Linked DNA regions of Callithrix jacchus: region 1 is linked to region 2. The links are chromatin contacts, called in public Hi-C maps. All regions are on one chromosome and are shown on one strand. Each heading gives the region's core, a stretch centred on a gene start, on an enhancer-like site or on the middle of the called end of the contact. The rest is flanking DNA. Distances are from core to core; before and after follow the strand shown. Region 1 has its middle 53 kb from the start of SMOX. Region 2 holds the start of CENPB (centromere protein B).

What was found. A called contact is a pair of places that touch in the nucleus more often than the background predicts.
Region 1: a Hi-C map of skeletal muscle shows a contact between it and region 2, with 3 times the contacts expected there. The contact joins the enhancer-like site here to the promoter of CENPB in region 2. A contact is called at or near these places in 3 of 3 Hi-C or Micro-C datasets (induced pluripotent stem cells and skeletal muscle).

What each region holds. Positions count from the first base shown.
Region 1 is chr5:11,607,387-11,614,250 of calJac240_pri, reverse strand. No RefSeq gene overlaps it. Among named protein-coding and RNA genes, the nearest start is that of SMOX, 53 kb to the left of the region's middle. Within about 2 kb of position 5,175, at least 1 of the 16 cell types and tissues checked has an H3K27ac peak or open chromatin away from gene starts, as enhancers often do. A contact at or near this core is called in skeletal muscle, where this site is marked.
Region 2 is chr5:11,306,078-11,312,692 of calJac240_pri, reverse strand. It overlaps CENPB (centromere protein B), which reads left to right and starts at 1,759. Exons shown (of 1, transcript XM_008995698.4): 1 at 1,759-4,651. The coding sequence starts at 2,007. The coding sequence ends at 3,815. It overlaps SPEF1 (sperm flagellar 1), which reads left to right and starts at 3,361. Exons shown (of 7, transcript XM_035298276.3): 1 at 3,361-6,615. It also overlaps the pseudogene LOC108591632.

The sequences.
Region 1 (6,864 bases), core at 3,926-6,425, 300 kb before region 2:
TACAACCTTGCTAAACCACTTGTTAATTATAGTAGCTTTTTGTAGATTTCATAAGATTTTTCTAAGTAGACAATGAAATGACTTGATGACTTTATGGTCTGCAAATAAAGACAGTCTTACTTATTTCTATTCAATCTGGATGTCTTTTTTTTTCTTGCCTTTTTGCGTGGGACATACCTCCAATACAATTTCAAGTAGAAATAATATAAGCACGCATTCTTGCCTTGCTCATGAGTTGAGAGAGAATGCACCACTAAAGATGACATTAGTTAAAAGTTTTTCATAGATGTATGCTCTTTATCAAGTTGAAGAATTTCCCCTCTCTTCTTGATTTTCTGAGAGTATTACAAGGAATGGATTTGAAATTATGGCAAATGATTTTTCTGCATCTATTGAAATGATCCTTTTATCTTTTTTAGTCTATTTATGTCTCAAACTACATTAATTAATTGTTCCAATGTTGGAGCAATGTTGCATTCCTGTAGTAAATCCCATTTGGTCAAGATATATTCTATATATTGTTAGATTCACTTTGCTAAAACTATAGTAAGAATTTTACATCCATATTCAGGAAAACATTGGTCTGTAGGTTTCTTTCCTTGGAATATCAATTTCTGATTTTAACAACAGGGTAATAATACTGGTCTTGCCCAGGCACGGTGGCTCACACCTGTAATCCCAGCACTTTGAGAGGCCAAGGCAGGCAAATCACTTGAGCTCAGGAGTTCGAGACCAGCCTGGGCAACATGGAAAAACCCCATCTCTACAAAAACATACCAAAAAATAGCCAGGTGCAGTAGCGTGCTTCTATAATTCTAGCTACTTGAGAGGCTGAGGTGGGAGGATCACTTAAGCCCGGAAAGCAGAAGTTGCAGGGAGCCAAGATCTTATCATTGCACTCCAGCCAGGGTGACAGAGCAAGACCCTGTTAATAATTATAATGATACTGTCCTCCCAGAATTAGTTTGGAAGTAGTCCCTCCTCGTCAATGTTTTAGAAGATGCAATGCAATGTTATGTGATGTTACGCATTTCGTTCTAAATATGTTATGAATCCTACAGTAATTGTTATTCATTGTGCTTTTGGAAGTTAATTATCATTTAAAGGAAAATTTTTTCTTTACTAATTCCATTATCTGTGTTTTGTGTTTTTTGTTTTGGGTTTTTTGTTGTTGTTGTTTAGTTTGTTTGTGTTTTGAGATGGAGTTTTGCTCTTGTTTCCCAGGCTGCAGTGCAATGGTGCAATCTTAGCTCACTGCAACCTCTGCCTCCCGAGTTCAAGCGACTCTTCTGCCTCAGCCTCCCAAGTAGCTGGGATTACACGCATGCATCACCATGCCCAGCTAATTTTTATATTTTAAATAGAGATGGGGTTTCGCCATGTTGGCCAGACTGGTCTCTAACTCCTGACCTCAAGTGATCTGCCCACCTTGGCTTCTCAGTGTGCTGGGATTACAGGCATGAGCCACCATGCTCAGCCCCGTATAATGTATCTTGACTGGTCTAAACATGCACCGGCCAATATAATAGACCCTAGTCACATGTGGCAATTGAGCATTTGATATGTGGCTAGTCTGAATTGAGACGTGCTGTAAGAATAAAATGCACAGCATATTTTTAATATTTAGTACCTTAATGTATATATTGATTTCATGTCAAAATAATATTTTTAATATATTAGGTTAAATAAAATACACTATTAAAAGTAATTTTATCTCTTTCTTTTTGTTTTTAATATGGCTACTGAAAGATTTTAATTACACATGTGGCTCGCATTATATTCCTATTGGCCAGCACTAATTTGAACCCATCGTGAGAATACTATCAAGTATTAGAGTTCTCCAGAGAAACAGAACCAATAGGAGATATACACATACATAAACACATACACATGTATATCTCCCATATATAGGCAAGTCCCCAGATCTGCAGAGTGAGTTGGCAAACTAGAGACCCAAGAGAGCTGATGGTTTCATTCTATTTCAAGTCTGAATCCCTGAGAACCAGGAGAACCGATAGTGTAATTCCTATCCAAAGACCAGCAGTTTCAAGACCCAGGAAGAGCAGGTGTTTCTGTTCAAGTCCAAAGGCAAGAAAAAAGCTGATGACCCAGCTGGAAAGCAATGAGGCAGGAGGAGTTCTCTCTTACTCAGGAGAAGGTCAGCCTGTTTGCTCTGTTTAGGCTTTCAATCGATTGAGTGAGGGCTCACGTCAGGGAGAGCAATCTGCTTTACTTGGTCTAACAATGTAAATGTTAATCTCAACCAAAAACACCATCACAGAAATACCCAGAACAATGTTTGATCAAATATCTGGGCACCACATGGCCCAGTCAAGAAGACACACAAACTTAAGCCATACATGTTCTCTGTTTTTCCAATCTCCCTTGAAGCTAAAACCGCTTACCCAGTTCTGGGTAACAAGATATGAGGAGAAAGCTGAATCTGCTCAGGGATTTCTGGGAAAACTTTTGCTCCCATAGGAGGAGACATGGTTGGCACCATCCTTCCTTGCTTCTTCCAGTCTTACCTGTGAATGTGAGGGCTGCATCTGCAGCAGCCATCTTGTGACCATGAGGTAACAGATGTGGAGTGAAACATCAACATTCAAAGAGTAATGGAGCAGAAATATAGACAGAGCCTGCGTGCCTGAGGGCACTGATGAGTCACTAAAACAACACCAACAATTGCCTACATTTGGATTTCTTCTTAGGTGGCAAAAATAAACCCTTATTTGTTAAGTCCGCTATTAATCAGATGTTTTTGTTACTTGCAGGCAAACATTGTTAACTAATTCATAGCAATTAGAAGAGTAACAGGTAATATTTCAGACCTATTACTAAGTAATAGGTAATAATGCAGAATTACAGCAGTGAATAACACCCCTTGCATGTGGGAGGATAGATTCTACAGGAGAAAGAGGGGAAAGTTAATACACAAACAAGATAATTTCAGGTTATGGTAATCACTATGAAGAAAAAAACAAACTGAGTGGGAAATGGCTGGCCTTTTTATGAAACAATAATTAGAATGAAATGGAAAGAACTAAAAAGGAGCTAGCAAAACACACACACACACACACACCACACACACACACACACGAGAAAAGGATGTTCCAGGAGGAGGGAGTAGAAAAGTACAAGTAACTTGAAATAGAAAAGTGCTGAGCTTATCAAGAAACTGAAAGAAGGTGTGGGAACAGGGTAGGCAAGAGGGAGAGCCGGATGGTGTGAGGCTGGAGAAACAGGGAGGGTCCAGATCATGCAGGGTTTGTTGTTTGTTTGTTTGTTTTTTGAGACAGGGTCTCACTCTGTCACCCAGACTGGAGTGCAGTGACTTGATCTTGTCTCACTGCAATCTCCACCCCCTGAGCTCAAGTGATTTTCCTTCCTCAGCCTCCCAAGTAACTGGGATTACAGGCCCACACCACCACACCCGGCTAATTTTTGTGTTTTTGGTAGAGACAGGGTTTCACCATGTTGGTCAGGCTGGTCTTGAACTCCTGACTTCAAATGATCCAGCCACCTTGGCCTCCCAAAGTGCTGGGATTATAGGTGTGAGCCACCATGCCTGGCCCACAGGTCTTTGGGAGCCACGGAACATAATTTGGAGTTTACTGTATGTACAGTGGGAAACTCTTGAAAGCTTTTTAGTGTCATAGCCAAACGGTGTTGAGTGAGTGAGTTCTGGTTGCAATGCACAGTGCGGAAGCAGAAAGACCCATAGGAAGAGGTTGGAGTATATACAAGAAAGAAAATAGATAATCAAATACAAGATTGCATAGGTAAAATGAGAAGTCTGGTGCAAATTTAAGAGGCAGCAAGATCGGTGTGATTTGAGCTGGTGAAGCTCTCTTGAATGTGTAATTACACTTTAAATTCATCCATTACCTTCAGGTTGCAGGAGCTTCTCTGAGTCTCTACTTACCAAGACATGGTAGCTGGCTCGAGGCCACAGGAATCACGCACAGCATCAAGCATCCCCTTTAGCCAAGCTTCCTGGACTAGCCTTCATTATGCCAAGGCTTCCTAAGGAAGACTACCAAACATCCACATCTTAAAGCTACCAAACTCAGGGAGACTCCTTCTTTACAAAAAATTTACAAATTAGCTGGGCATGGTGGCATGTGCCTCTGGCTCCAGCTATTCGGGAGAATCGCTTGAGCCCAGGAGTTTGAGACTGCAGTGAGTCATGATTGCACCACTGCACTACAGCCTAAGAGCCCAGGCACGACCCTGTCTTAAAAAAAAAAAAAGCCGTCAAGCCCTTTGCTTGGAAAACTACCTTCAATCTCAGCAGCTACGAATTATCACCCTGATCCCTTCTCCCACCTTTCCTGAGTCCCAGTGGGCCACTTTTGGCAAAACAACCAGGCTGGGGAAAAACTCTATGGGAATCACCGCTGTTCTCAGCAGGGCCCACAAGGGGACAAAAGAGAGTCCATGGGCCTGGGACATCTTTTCTTTGGCTCCCAAGAGCAGGGAGGAAGTGGAACCCAGGGCAGGTGTGAGGCTCACTCTGGGCTTTGGTGGGTGGGTGGGGGCTTAGAGAAAGGAGGCCTGGAGAGCCTGGCAGCTGCTCCCCTTGCCCTCACCCTTGCAGCACAGTACTGTCACCCCCTCTGCTGGGCAGAAATGTGTCTAGCCTTGGCTGACCCCACAGGGACACTGGATGGAGGCAGCTCAGATAAGACTCACTTGGTGGCAAGGCAGTGGGACTTACATGTCAGTTATCCACAGGCTGCAGGCTCCCAGAGTGGGTATGACTCCCACTGGGTGAAGGACAATTCCCTAGAGAAGAGAGAAGGCCCTTGTGACCCAACAGGCGCAGCAGCTGCAGGTGCACTCTGTCCTGCTAAGGGGTCTGGGCAAGGCACCAACAGTGTCCATTTCAGTCCCCTATCAGTTTACAGCGGCTGACCCCAGCCAGCCTCTCCCCTCCTCTTTCCCGGGTAAGAACAGACACAGCCGAGGGTTTTCACAGTGGCTGGGACAGCCTGTGAAGTTCTAAGGGGTCCTGAGGCCTGGCCTCCTGCAGCTGGGATCTTCTGCCAGCTCCCCCCGCCCAGGAAAATCTCCCTTACATATTTGCCTTCTCTCGTTTCTCCCTGACGACATGGGGATTCATTCAGCCACGCTCTTCACTTGTGACTTACATCTTTTCCACCACGGGCCCAGACTAACTTTCTCCTTTTTACAGCTTTGCAAAAATCAAAGATCCCATCCCCATCACCTTACCACTTAAGCCATAAGGGGTCTGTGACTTTTAACTAAAAGAACCTTTATGACAGCAGGAATGCCACAAGCCAGATAAGATACCCACCCAGCCCCCAGTGGCTTTGGGAACCTGCTAAACACAATAAAGGTTGAGAACAATGTAATAGCCAGCATCTTCCCCATCCTAGGAATTCCTAGGAATCCTCCACTGACCGAGTCAACACAGAAATTAAATGAAAACTCAGGTCTTCAAGCCTGTAGTGATTGATGCAAGAAGGGAAGGCCAGTGAGTCTGGCCTGCCACCCTGGTGGTGGCAACAGTAGCATCCCACAGCCTGGCAATATGGTGGTGATGGCCACAGTGTCCCCAAGATGTTCTAGCAGCATGGTTTTCATAGTGGTCTTGGCCATCCAGCTGCTACCTTTGGTGCCTGTATTTCTGGGTCCAGTTTTCAAGATATTCTGTGAGCTAATCAATACGCCCTTTCCATTAGATTTTTTTTTTTTTTTTTTTTTTTTTTTTTTTTTTTGCCGTAGTCAGAGCCTGTTTCTGCTGCTTGCAACTGCGAATGGACTAATACAGTCTTTAAAGGGTATGGGCAGGGAGAAATGATGGGGTCTTTGAAGAAGCCCTGCAGGCTGCTGTGTGGCCAAGATAGCAGAGCACAGCTAGGGCAAAGGTAAGTAGACCAGCCAGACAGATCACTTAGGGCTCCTTGGGCGGTGGTAACAGAAAAAGTTGAATGGGGCCCTTTGTGGAGTGAAAATCAAATTGGCTTAGTGATACAGCAGATGCTGGAGAAGTGGAAGGAACAAGTCAGGATGTCACCTGGGTTTCTGTCTTTCGCAAATGGGTGTTGTGTTAGATCGATTGCAAAAATGGCTGCAATTCTCCACCCCTCCATTTGCAATGTGACTTAGTAATACCTCTCACCAAGAAGCAGAACTTTGCCAGGCGCTGTGGCTCACATCTGCAGTCCCAGCTACTCGGGAGGCTGAGCTGGAAGGATTGCTTGAGCCCAGGAGTTTGAGGCTGTAATGAGCTATGATTAGGCCACTGCACCCCAGTCTGGGTGACAGAGCAAGACCCTGTCTCTAAAACAAACAAACAAAAGAGTGAGAACCTTTTCCCAAACTGTTTCAAGTGAGGCTTGGACTTGAGAGTCGTTTGAACAAAGAGTTTGGCAGAAGTGACAGTATGTCAGTTCCAAGTAAAGACCTGATAAGATCTTGCATGTTTTCAGTTGCTTTCCTGAACCCCTGCAATCACTATGTGAATAAGCCTAGACTAGCCTGCTGCGTGGCCACGCTATACAAGCCAGCTTCCAGCCAACCTGGCATCTGATTGCAAAAGCCTAGACTCATGAGAAATAATAACTGGTTAATGCATTAAGCCAGTAGGTTTGGGTGGATTGTTATGCAGCAATGACTGATATACATCTATATACATGCACATATACACACCATTATACATAAAAAACCATGAGGTACACATGTGTGTATATATGTATATGTATGTATATAACATATATATCGGGTATAACACATATATCAGGTTTGTGTGCATGTGTGCATGTATATTTGTGTGTGTGTATATACAGATAGATATAAAACCATGGTGTGTGTGTATATATGTGTGTGTGTGTATGT
Region 2 (6,615 bases), core at 510-3,009:
GCAGTTGGTGCACCAGATGACTGAACTTTGTTGGGAGAAGTGCATGGACAAGCCTGGGCCAAAGTTGGACAGTCGGGCTGAGGCCTGTTTTGTGAACTGCATTGAGTGCTTCATTGATACAAGCCAATTCATCTTGCATCGACTGGAACAGACCCAGAAATCCAAGCCAGTTTTCTCAGAAAGCCTTTCTGACCGATCTCAGCATTACTTACCTCTTTGGAAAAGGAAAGTAGTTCAAGAAATGAAGAGCTGTTGATGGAATGATTGAAAAAACAGCTGATTGAAGATTGACTCCCAACTTTTGTTACTCTTGGGACATCCTGTCATCTGAGAATGAACAGACAAATTTTTTTGTCTGTAGAGCTCGAAGGTCCTATGTTTGCTTGTATTTTTAATGCTAATCTTGTGAAAATAATTGACAAATTAATAGAAAACTCTATTAGACATATATTACTGTATATGGGACTATGCTTTTCTCCAAGCCCCATTAAGTGCTTCCTAAAATTTTGATAGTGGGACCACATATGTAAAAATTTCTCATTTGTGTGGAATCATTTCTGATTTCAGGGGAGATCCTTGTCTATCAGAAAGGGCAGTAGTGGGGAAGAATAATTTGGTGTCCTTATCTTGTGCTTGATTATCAATGCTGGAGAAAAAGATCTGTAAGAGTGTTTATGGAGTACACTTTTCTTGATGATCTCCCTTTCCTCTGTGGTGATTTACTTAAATATCCATATTAAGTATAGCCTCAAGGTAGGGTAGGCAGTGTGAGAGTCTAGAAGCCTTTAGTTACAAAGGAATCTAACCAGTGAACATAATTCTTGTTATTAGACTGCCACAAGGAAGAAGTTAACTTGCCCTACAAGTATATCAGGGTACAAAAAAATTCAATGATGTGCCTAAATAGTTATAAAGATTTACGCCAATCAGAATCTGACAGCAGCTTCAGGTAGAGGTGCATGCCTAATGTTAATCAGTGTAGATTCCATTTACTGCATTCTTTTGATCACTGAAATAAAAGCTATAAAAGAGTTTTTTGAAAAATGTCATTAGCACCATCAAATAGATTTACAACTGTAGTGTTGATTTACAAAAATAACCTAAGTGTGTAACAATAGGTTACATATGCTAGTGTTCATTCATAGCTGGAATGCTACGCAATCATTAAAAAGCATGCTGGCAATGATACTTACCGATATGGCCAAATTCTCACTACTTGATGCCAGGTAAAACAGCAGGAGATGCCAGATATACAGTCTACACAGTCTGATGCCAGTTTTATATAATACATTTTAAAAAAGAAAACTACATGCGCCTAGAGAAAAGACTGGAAGGAAATGCAGCAAAATGTTACCTGTGCATCTCTCCAGGTGATGTGAAAAGCGTTTTTTTAACTTCCTGAATTTTTCAGTCTCCGAAAAAAAAAAAAAGGTGGGTTATTTTTACCTTAATTAAAAAACAAAAACAAAAACAAAAAAACCCTGGTGGTTATTCTTTTAGAGCCGCAAGTCGCTGTCCACCGGGCCCAGTGGCGATGCACCGCGTCCCGCCCGCGTCGCTGCCGGGTCGCCGGAGGCCGCAGCACTGGCCGGTCCTGCAGACCGCAGCGCCCCCCAACGGCAGGTCCGGGCGGCGGGAAGCTTGTGGGCGCGGAGAGCGGGGAGGCGGCGCCGGGCGTCCCCACGCTTCCCGCGAGATCCCGCTCTGCCCGCTCCGCCCCGCTCGCCTCGCTCCCAGCTCCCAGCGCCGCGGCACTTCCTGCCTTCAGCGCCCGCGCCGCCCGCCGTCGCCTGCGCCCGCCGCCCGCCGCCCGCCGCCCGACGCCGCGCCCACCGGCGCCCCCGGAGGTGCCCCCGGCCCGGCCGGGTCGTCGCCCCGCCGCCGCGCCCGCGAGCCGCTTTGTTTCGGGCGGGGCGCGCGGGAGAGGCCGCCAGGTGCCCCCCGCCACGGGCCCGGGCCCCCCGCCCCGGGGCGGCGGCGGGCCCCGGGGCGGGGGGCGCGCCAGGATGGGCCCCAAGCGGCGACAGCTGACGTTCCGGGAGAAGTCGCGGATCATCCAGGAGGTGGAGGAGAATCCGGACCTGCGCAAGGGCGAGATCGCGCGGCGCTTCAACATCCCGCCGTCCACGTTGAGCACGATCCTGAAGAACAAGCGCGCCATCCTGGCGTCGGAGCGCAAGTACGGGGTGGCCTCCACCTGCCGCAAGACCAACAAGCTGTCCCCCTACGACAAGCTCGAGGGATTGCTCATCGCCTGGTTCCAGCAGATCCGCGCTGCCGGCCTGCCGGTCAAGGGCATCATCCTCAAGGAGAAGGCGCTGCGCATAGCCGAGGAGCTGGGCATGGACGACTTCACCGCCTCCAACGGCTGGCTGGACCGCTTCCGCCGGCGCCACGGCGTGGTGTCCTGCAGCGGCGTGGCCCGCGCCCGCTCGCGAAACGCTGCCCCCCGCACCCCGGCGGCGCCTGCCAGCCCGGCCGCGGTGCCCTCGGAGGGCAGCGGCGGGAGCACGACTGGCTGGCGCGCTCGGGAGGAGCAGCCGCCTTCGGTGGCCGAGGGCTATGCCTCGCAGGACGTGTTCAGCGCCACAGAGACCAGTCTGTGGTACGACTTCCTGCCCGACCAGGCCTCGGGGCTGTTCGGAGGAGACGGACGGCCGCGTCAAGCCACCCAGCGCCTGAGCGTGCTGCTGTGCGCCAACGCCGACGGCAGCGAAAAGCTGCCCCCGCTGGTGGCGGGCAAGTCGGCCAAGCCCCGCGCAGGCCAAGCAGGCCTGCCCTGCGACTACACCGCCAACTCCAAGGGTGGTGTCACCACCCAGGCCCTGGCCAAGTACTTGAAGGCCCTGGACACCCGAATGGCTGCAGAGTCTCGCCGGGTCCTACTGCTCGCCGGCCGCTTGGCTGCCCAGTCCTTGGACACCTCGGGCCTGCGGCATGTGCAGCTGGCCTTCTTCCCTCCGGGCACCGTGCATCCGCTGGAGAGGGGAGTGGTCCAGCAGGTGAAGGGCCACTACCGCCAGGCCATGCTGCTCAAGGCCATGGCCGCCCTAGAGGGCCAGGATCGCTCAGGCCTGCAGCTGGGTCTCACGGAGGCCTTGCACTTTGTAGCTGCCGCTTGGCAGGCAGTGGAGCCTTCGGACATAGCCGCCTGCTTTCGAGAGGCTGGCTTTGGGGGTGGCCCTAATGCCACCATCACCACTTCCCTCAAGAGTGAGGGGGAGGAAGAGGAAGAGGAGGAGGAAGAAGAAGAGGAAGAGGAGGGTGAAGGAGAGGAAGAGGAGGAGGAAGGAGAGGAGGAGGAGGAGGAAGCGGGGGAAGGAGAAGAATTGGGGGAGGAAGAGGAGGTGGAGGAGGAGGGTGATGTTGAGGACAGTGATGAAGAAGAGGAGGAAGAGGAAGAGAGCTCCTCCGAGGGCTTGGAAGCTGAGGACTGGGCCCAGGGAGTAGTGGAGGCTGGTGGCAGCTTCGGGGGTTATGGTGCCCAGGAGGAGGCCCAGTGCCCTACTTTGCATTTCCTGGAAGGTGGGGAGGACTCTGAGTCGGACAGTGAGGAAGAAGAGGATGATGAGGAAGAGGATGATGAAGACGAAGACGATGATGATGATGATGATGAGGATGGTGATGAGGTGCCTGTACCCAGTTTTGGGGAGGCCATGGCTTACTTCGCCATGGTCAAGAGGTACCTGACCTCCTTCCCCATTGATGAGCGAGTGCAGAGCCACATCCTCCACTTGGAACATGATCTGGTCCATGTGACCAGGAAGAACCATGCCAGGCAGGCAGGAGTTCGGGGTCTTGGACATCAAAGCTGAGTCACTGGACCTAGCCGTGCCCCCAACCTAGATTTGTAGCAGCACCCCAGGGCAGAGGACTCTCTGGGCACCCACTGTGCATGGAGCTAGAGTGCGGAGCCCCAGATCCTTTAGTAATGCTTCCCCTGGCCCTGCGACAGGCCTGGTCTTGGCCGGTCCCGGGGCTAAGGTCAGCCTCACTGCCTGCTTATTGCCTCTTTCTCAGAATCCTCTTTCCTCTCCATTTGGCCCTGGGCTCGGGACCAGGTGGGGTGGGTGGGGAGCTGTCCGGTGCTACCACACCGTGCCCTCAGTGGACTAACCACAGCAGCAGCCAGGAAGGGGCCCTGGAGGTTCCCTGCCGGAGAGTGCCTCTCCCCTCTGCCATCCACGACAGGTCTTAGATGGGGGGGGGACCCCAAAGCCATTCTGGGAAGGGCTCCAGAGGAAGGTCCAGCCTAGGCCCCCTGCAAGGCTGGCAGCCCCCACCCCCACCCCTGGGCCACCTCGAGAAGCACAGTTTAACTCACTGCAGGCCCCTAAGCCTGCCTCTGCCTGCTTTCCACCTCCCCAGCCCCTTTTTCTGGCCCTGTCCATGTGACTTTTGGCCCTTGGTTTTCTCTCCAGATTGGATGTTTCCAAGAGCCCCCCCCCCCCCATGGGAGTGACAATGGGCGCTTCCCTCATGGGCAGCTGCAGGCCCCATTCCTCTCCTCCCTCTCTGGCAGGGCCCCATCCTGGGCAGAGGGGCCTGGGGCTGGGCCCAGAGTCCAGCCATCCAGCTGCTCCTTTCCCAGTTTGATTTCAATAAATCTGTCCACTCCCCTTTTGTGGGGGTGAACATTTTAACAGCCAAAGGTGCATCCTTCATGGTCTGGGCTTGCGTCTGTCTTGGGGGACATATTCGTCCTGGCTCCCTTTGGTCCTTGCTCTGGTGGGACATAGAAGCAAGTGTTGAGAGGGTGGCCCTGACCAGGAAGGGGCAGGAGTAGCTTTCCACATTCATATTAAAATGTGATCTAGGCTTGGGCAGGAAAGTAACTTCCGTGTGCCTTACTTAGGTGAGTTCAAGGCTGCTTAACCTTGGATTGCTTTGGTGTTAGAAGCTTGCGGTCACTTGGCTTTGGCAGGAGGGAGGCAGCCAGCAGTCTGGAGGCAAATCAATATGCACATGGGGACTAGGCCTACCAAGGCCAGTTTGAAGGCCTTTGCAGGATTGGGGCCAGGACAGAAGGAAAGGAGTGTTGGGGCAGCTTCTGGAGTCTAGACTGACGGTTGGAGGGGCATATGGGGCACCCTTTGGTGCCTTATTTGGGAAGCCCTTTTAGGCCTTTAAGTGATCAGCATCTCCAAGCCTGGTGGCCACCCTGGGCACAGTGGCAGGAGGAAGGTGAAGTTGCTAGGAACAGATTGCACCCCCAAGAGGCAGAGGATGAGTTGGTAACTCCCTGTGCAGTGTTTTCCAGGCGCCCCCCAGTACAAGGGTGAGGACAAGTCCCTTTGCTGGTCATACGCATTTTTTCCTTTCAGAGCCAGCCCCTCCCTCTCTACCCCTCCCTCACAGGGGAGGGCCTGGGCTTGAAGAGGGCTGGCAGCTCTGGGCCCCAAACCGGTTTTCCCACCTCACCTGAGGCTGGCACATCACTTCTGTGTTTCCTTCCCAACCCTGGCTCACCATCACTACTGAGTTTCTCTCCAACACTGGAATGTTAACGAGGGAGTATCCAGTTCATCTTTTGTCCCTCGCCGGCCCTGGATATGGCCCCTTATGGAAAATCAAGGCCACTATATACGACTTTAAAACAAGAAATGGGGGTGACTTCCATTCTCATCCTGCATTTCTGGCATTCAGGAATACCCTCCAGGCCTTGAGAGCTTTGAAGTGACAACAAAAGTAGTTGGGATTCCCCTTGCCATCATCTTCCCGCCCCAAATCTGAGCCCTGGAGTTGGAGACCAGAGAGCCAAAGGGAAGGCCGACCTGCTCTGGAGTGAGCAGGAGGGAGCGATGCCTGCTTCCTCAGGAGCTCCCAGTTAACCCAGCTCCCTCAGCGCAGGTACCAACAAGACGAAGTACTTCCATTGTCTCCAGCCAAAAAGAACACCTCTTGCTGGAACTGAGACTGTCTCATTAATGATAGTACTAGCTGATACTAATAGGGTCCCTGCTCTGTGCTATAATGCTTTAGATGCCCACCAAGCCCCTGAGGTAGGTAAAGCCATGGGAAACCAGGCAGAGAGGTCTGGTCAGGTGCCCAAGACCACATGGTTAGTCAAGCTTTCTTCCCATCCTGACTCTAGAAGTACCTCTTCACTAAGGAGGGAGCCATATTCCTATTCTTAACCCTCCTAAGGGTAGTGCTGTTTTGAAATGGAACTGGGTACTGAAATGAATTTTTTTTTTTGAGATGGAGTCCCGCTCTGTCACCAAGACTTGAGTGCAATGGTGTGATCTCAGCTCACTGCAACTTCTGTGACTCCTGGGTTCAGGCAATTGTCTTGCCTCAGCCTCCTAAGTAGTTGGGATTACAGGCGACTGCCAGTATGCCCAACTAATTTTATGTATTTTTAGTAGAGAGGGGGTTTCACCATGTTGGCCAGGCTGGTCTCAAACTCCTGACCTCAGGGCATCCACCCGCCATGGCCTCCCAAAGTGCTGGGATTACAGGTGTGAGCCACCGCGCCCAGACTGAATTTCTAATCCATGGAAGAATAGCTCTTTGGAGGGAGATGAGGGGTGTGGAAGTGTCTATAGAAGCTCTTGCTGCTTCTATACCTAAAATCAACTCCATTTCCCCATTTCCCATACAAACAGGTTTTCT